Regions from separate parts of the Mus musculus genome. Here region 1 is linked to region 2. The links are chromatin contacts, called in public HiChIP or PLAC-seq maps. All regions are on one chromosome and are shown on one strand. Each heading gives the region's core, a stretch centred on a gene start, on an enhancer-like site or on the middle of the called end of the contact. The rest is flanking DNA. Distances are from core to core; before and after follow the strand shown.

Region 1 (3,005 bases), core at 294-2,793, 820 kb after region 2:
CAGCTGTTGCTCAGCCTGCGAGACCTTTAAGGAAAGGCAGTAATTGCTCAAACAGGCCCCTGGACCCTCTGAATGCGATCATGCAGGTTACATGGGCTCCAAGTGAGATAGTGCCTTGAATTCTTCAGTGATCTTAAGAATGCTATGATATGGTGCTTAGCATATAGGAGGCCCTAGATCCCTAGCACTAAAACAACCAACCAACCAACCAACCAACCAACCAAAAAAAAACCCAAAATCAGAAATGGTTGGGGTGATAGGGAAGCTTCACATGGAGTCTGTCTGTGAAGGTCAAGGGCTTCCTGTGGGGCCCTGGGCTCAGTTACCAGCAGTACAAAGAACAAAACCGTAAGACAGGACCCACCATGCCGCCCCAGGGTCTTTCTAGAAAGCAACGCTGAGTTTCTGTTGGTGATTTTCCATCTCAAAGGGGGCTTAGATGGGTCTCTCTCTGAGCAAGAACTGTGGTTCTCTTTTAAGAATACCAGCCTCTCTCCTCCCTGCATAGAAGGTGACTTCTTTTTTTTGGTGGTGGTGAAAGTCCTGCCTCATTCTTAGCCTTTCTGGTGGAAGGGTTGAAGATTCGCAGACTGGCCTTCAGTAACAATAGCTTTGGGACCAAGAGGAACGAAAGGGATCTTTGTAGTGATCCTGTGTCCACAGTACTGGTCAGACTAGTTCATACCTGGTTGATTGTTATCAGTAAAGTAAACTTAACTCTATGGCCAGAAACAAGCCTGTAGCATCTAGCAGCTTCGATTCACCAGGTGAAGCCGCTGTGGCCACAGCAGTCTGCACATTTCAAGGGTTGCAGGTGGGAAAGCCGGGGTGTTTGTGCAGGGAAAGAGGTCCTTAAACCCCCCACCCCCAAGTCTGGCCCCTTCCCTGTAGACTTACAGTGGGGTTACGAGTCTCATTTTGTTACGAGATTTGCCTTGTCTTGTGGAAAGTCGAGGGCTCATTGGTAGCTTATTGGTATTCGGTGAATGTCTGGGTAGCCACGGGGTGGTGAAGTCCAGCCCCTTCATCAAGGGTTTGCTTGGTGTGCTGGTCACACGGGTTTATAGAAGATGAAAGGCCACCGTCTCTGCCTGTAGGAAAATGATATCCAGTAGGACCAGCCATTATCCGGGCAAATAATTACCTGCATTTAAGCGCTCAGACGAAACGGAGAATCAACATTCTTAGTAGGGAGGAAAGCCACAGCAGGATGGGACTTCTTGAGCAGGTTGTGAAATCCCAGGGCCTGAGGGCCCTGGGTGGCTCAAACTATACCTGCATGATTTTGCCTTTCAGTTGCTCTGTTCTCATCTGACCCTCTCACAATCACAGCCGTCCCTTGGCCAGATCCAAGCCTTCCCCGGGTCACGCTGCTGTTGCCGAGGCTCCTCGGAGCTCTGCGATCTGCCTGAGGTCCTACAGTCGGAGCACCAGGCCTCCCCTCGTGGGGTTCATGGGCCGACTCCTTTTGCGCTTGCTGCCTGGCACACCACATCCCTGGCTCAGGATCTCTTCCGAGGCTGGGATTGCTTGAAGACTGGCAGCCTTTGTGTGTTTCATAGGAGAGGAATTTGGGGGCTGGCCTTGGGAAGAGGCCTATGACAGCTGTAACTGTGGATGTGATCGGAGGGACAAAGAAGTTGTCCATCAGACAGGTTTGTGCCAGCAGTTTAATTTCCTTTATTTCAGGACTGGAAGTTATTTAAATTACTTTATAGACTTCCTGCTTCCTTACAAGAGCTCATTAAGTAAGTGCAGGCTGAACTGCTTCATTGCCATAATGGAGTGCCTGGACTTGCAGTTCTCATTCTGCCCTCTAGGGGGTCAGGAGCCGAGAGGAGCAGAAGGAAAACATGGACAGCCCAATTAGATAACTTTTTTTGAAGTTCACATTCATTCATTCATTCATTCATTCTGTGGGCATGTGTGTGGGTGCACGTGTTGTATGCCCAGTGTATGGAGGTCAGAGGACAGCTGTGAGAGTCCATTCTCTCCTTCTGCCCTATGGGTCCTTGGTCTCAGGTGGTCAGGCCCGGCAAGCGGGCACCTGTAGGCACTGAGCTGCCTCACTGGCTGTGGCGACTCTTAATAGGTGCCCCATGATGGATTGACATAGGGGATCTAACTCAAGTGTAAACAACTACCCAGTATTCTGAAGTCTGTTGTCTGTTTCCTGCATCTTGTTAACTTCACTATAATTCATGTTCTGGAGAAGTGGCAGGATGCTCATCTGGCTTTACAGTTTGGGACCCTAACTACTGTTTCTGTGATTGGAGCAAAAGCTAAGTGGAGTTTTATAATCAGGAACATGGACCGAGAAGGTCATAGAGTCTCTGGGTGATTTTGCACATTGTGTTGGTGTGACGTTTGAATCATTTAACCCTCTGATTTACTTGATAGGAAAGTTTTCAAATGAATTCCAGAATCGTATTACAGCTCTTAAGTCCAGGTCTCGAAAAGCCTCGTTGCCTAAATGCTTTACCTTCAGACATTCCAAGAAAATCGTATTTGGACGACCAAGAAATATTCCTTGTACATCTTTAATTGTCCCATCTGTCCAGGGGAAGGGGAAAACCGGCCCTAGAGGGCAGAACCGAACAGGTTGCAGAATGCTGGCTAGGAACAGTAGCCACAACAAACAACTGTTTTGAGGACAGAGATGGTACCAGTGTCAAGCTGTGGCTGGCTCCCTGCAGATGTGCAAGCCAGCTGTTTACCCACCTCCCTCCCGGGAAAAGCTGGAAAAGGTTGAAGTCGGACAGGCGCCACATCCAAGAGGACCTTCCTGGACCCAGTGACTTTTGACCTATTACTGTTCAAAGTCACCCGGTACGAGCCACCACTATTCAGTGTGTGCTAAGTTTTTTTGCTGACCCGGAAGGTCCTGAGCACTCCCCGGAATTACCGTCCTCTAGGGTCAGGGTGGGGGAGAGTCACTCTTCTCTTTCGGGCAGACAAGAATATTTCTAAAGCTGGAGTATATCACAGCGACTTAAATATAACCC
Region 2 (3,268 bases), core at 207-2,706:
AATTCCTTTCTCATGTGTGTCTACCAAGAGCTCTGTTTCAGATAAAGAAACAATTCGTATTTAACATTTTTGTCACCTACGCCCAACTACTCACTCCCAAATTCTTTATTACTATAAAAGATAACATCTTTTTAATGTACATACACAAAAATACATACATATACATACATACACATGCATTCATGCATGCACATATATATACACATACATACTTCCTTCTTGTTCCCTTCCTCTTCCTTCCATCCTGTCAGTTGTAGATATATAAAGCTAATCTCCTGTATGTGACATGTGTGGTCATTTATATAATGACTTGCCTTTGGGTCCTTGTGTCTGACCTCTCTCTCTCTCTCTCTTTATATATATATATATACACACACACATACATATATGTGTGTGTATATGTATATGCATATATACACACACACACATATATCCCTATATTGACATTACTCTAGAATTATCCCATTTTTATAATGCTCACATTAGTTGGTGAATGTACATTTGCACAGGACTTACACATTCACCAAGGTAGTATTTGCCCCCTGCTTCCCTGCTCCAGCTTAACACTGTCTATGGCGTTTAAGTTTTTGACTGATGCAGCAAACCAGTTTTCAAACACCCCCTCCCACCACCACCCCCAAGCCAGTTTTCAGAATCACAATCCTGTTAAAGGTTCCTCGGACAGCTGATGTCTCCCTGCCCCCCGCCCCCCCCACCCCGGTTGAAATGAACTGGTTGAGAGATAGGACTCAACTCCCCCACCATTCAAATGTTTTGAAAATTTTTTATTCCTTTCACTTGAATAGAGCAGTACTTAATTTCCTGGAATCAGCTTCCGTTCCTCAGTGCTGTGTGTCGCTGTCCTCCAAGGCAGGTTCTTTGGAGGGACGGTAGCATCTCACCAGAGCTAATAAAGTCAATTAGGGTAATGCTATACAGTGGGCCACTAGAAAATCAGATGCGTCTGCCTTGGTCCTCTGTTTTCAGATCATACCAATCTTGCTCTTCATAAAGAATATATAGAGAAAGGGCTTTTATTATTAGTGCGTAGATATATATTAAATTGCAATCTCTCTCTCCCCCCTCTCCTTTCCCCCTCTCTCCTCAACCCCCCCCCACTTCTCTCATTTCTTTTTAGTTATTGAGAGAGAGAGAGAGAGAGAGAGAGAGAGAGAGAGAGAGAGAGAGAGAGAGAGAACTTGGGAAAAAAATCTGCGGACATGTTCACACGTTTTCATTACCAGAAATGTACCGCTGAAAACTGATCAAAGCTGGGAAAATCACGGCGGCGGCTGAAGCCCCCATCTCCAGCCTGTCTGTTATTATTACCCAGGTATTACCACAAATGTGATTCAGCAAATAAAGCCCCTGGCTGCCTGGCTCCCTCTGCAATCAGCAAGCCAAGTGGATCTGCCATGGGGTTTCCTGAAGGGACTCCTAATTGTCTTGCATGTGTTTGTCTCCCAATCTGAATATTCCTGGCATCCGGGAGACTAGTGGGAAATGTACAGATGTCTCCAAGTACACATGGAGTCCCTATATGTTTTTGCCTTTGTCAGTCACCGTATGCGAGAGAGATGTTTTAAAGCACAGAGCCCAGGTTCTCCTTTGTAAGGCATTAAGCTATGACCCTCCTCCTCTCTTCCCGCCCCCCAGTAGCCCTGGACTTCAAGATGCCTCCTTGACTGGAGCCTAACATGGAGTTGTCTTTTTTATTTTTTATTTTTTTAAACCCAGTCACAACACAGAGAGAGGAGGAGGAGGAGGAAGAGAGAGAGAGAGAGAGAGAGAGAGAGAGAGAGAGAGAGAGAGAGAGAGAGAGAGAGAGAGAGCCTGAAGGATGGGTCTCAAAAATTGTAAAGGAGCCACAGGGAACCCCCTTTGCGAGCTACAGAAAGCAGGCTAGCTGAGGTAAGGTAGATGTGAAAGTCTTTCTTTTCTTTTTTCTTTTCTTCCCTCTCTCTGTCTCTTGCTGGTGTGTCTCCCTCTCTGCCTTCTCCCTCCCTCTTCCTAAGCGCCCCCCCTCCCCTTTCCCTATGTATTCGTGTGTTCTTCTCTCAGTAGCTTGTCTCTCTTTGGATCTGGGAGGGTGGCTGGGGTGGGGGGAGCCACCTAACTTCTTCCCCGCTTAAGCAGTCTGAGAATGGAACTCATGTGAATATGTAAATAGGACTCCTGGCCGCGTTGCCGACACGTGTATGTGTTGTATCTTCCCCCCCACCTCCCTGTCTCAGCGTCTGATCTTCAACAGATTGCTGTTGTTTCCTCTGATCGCGAGCACAGCGTGCTGGAAAGAGAGATGGGGTGGGGGGGGGGGGAGGTGGAGATTGGAGGGAGTGTGTTGTGGGGCTGGGAGGGAGGAAATCATGACAAGATTGCTGTGACTTTTTTATATTAATGTGTGGCTTTTTTCCCTAGCTCATTTGCATGTCAAAGTGGCGGAGGTATGAGGGCACAGATTAGTATGGAGATGACATAATGATGTAATGAATTAAATGTGATCACTTCTCCCAAGCTGGGGGTGAGGTGGGGGTGGTGGTGGGGAGGACAGCGAGGTGGGGAGGGGGAAGCTAGTGTCAGACAGCCAGGGTGAGCCAGCAAGAGGGGAGAACTGCTTCTGATCTGCACCGTGGTTGATTGATGTCACCGGCTCGCGGAATGCATCTTTTTATTGTGATGATGATGATGGTGATGGTGCTGATTGAGATGATTACACTTATCGTTAGTGTGAAATTTGAATTTTAAGTGGTCAGTGCCAGATCTGCACCCCCAGCCCCCCCCCCCCCCCCGCCCAGTGCACATGATTATTTGGTCCATCAGTGCAAACCCTTCACTGTCAAAATCTAACACCACTCTAGCCTCCGCTTTTATTTAAAAAAAAAAAAAAAAAAAAGAGGACGGTGCAACCTCCAGGAAAGAGAAGATGACTAATTTGTGATATCACACAGAAGGCTGGATTACAAGGCCTTTTCATGGGGCTTCAGTTCTGGTTTTGAGTAAGCAGAAAAGAAAAAAAAAAGAAAGAAAGAAAGAAAGAAAGAAAGAAAGAAAGAAAGAAAGAAAGAAAGAGAGAGAAAAGAAAAAACAGGAGGGGAAAGGAGATTTAAAACATTTTTATTATGAGAAGAGAAAGACAGAGACAGAGGCAGGAGAGAGAGAGAGAGAGAGAGAGAGAGAGAGAGAGAGAGAGAGAGAATCTTTCACTATATCGGTAGGGTGGCCAAGGTTTTCACCATTGACAGTAAGGAAAATGCAATTTCATCTCAGG

Evidence for each region. HiChIP or PLAC-seq counts read pairs in DNA pulled down with a chosen protein or histone mark.
Region 1: an H3K4me3 HiChIP or PLAC-seq map of embryonic forebrain shows a contact between it and region 2, with 4 times the contacts expected there. The contact joins two enhancer-like sites. A contact is called at or near these places in 1 of 39 promoter capture datasets (neural stem cells) and 7 of 115 datasets of contacts at active chromatin or transcription factors (astrocytes, craniofacial prominence, embryonic basal ganglia and 4 more).

Annotation. Positions count from the first base shown.
Region 1 is chr8:108,758,143-108,761,147 of GRCm38.p6, forward strand. The region is part of intron 1 of Zfhx3 (zinc finger homeobox 3); the gene reads left to right. Among named protein-coding and RNA genes, the nearest start is that of Zfhx3, 45 kb to the left of the region's middle. Within about 2 kb of position 1,544, at least 79 of the 459 cell types and tissues checked have an H3K27ac peak or open chromatin away from gene starts, as enhancers often do. A contact at or near this core is called in embryonic basal ganglia and embryonic forebrain, where this site is marked.
Region 2 is chr8:107,940,790-107,944,057 of GRCm38.p6, forward strand. No RefSeq gene overlaps it. Among named protein-coding and RNA genes, the nearest start is that of Gm39242, 110 kb to the left of the region's middle. Within about 2 kb of position 1,457, at least 20 of the 459 cell types and tissues checked have an H3K27ac peak or open chromatin away from gene starts, as enhancers often do. A contact at or near this core is called in embryonic basal ganglia and embryonic forebrain, where this site is marked.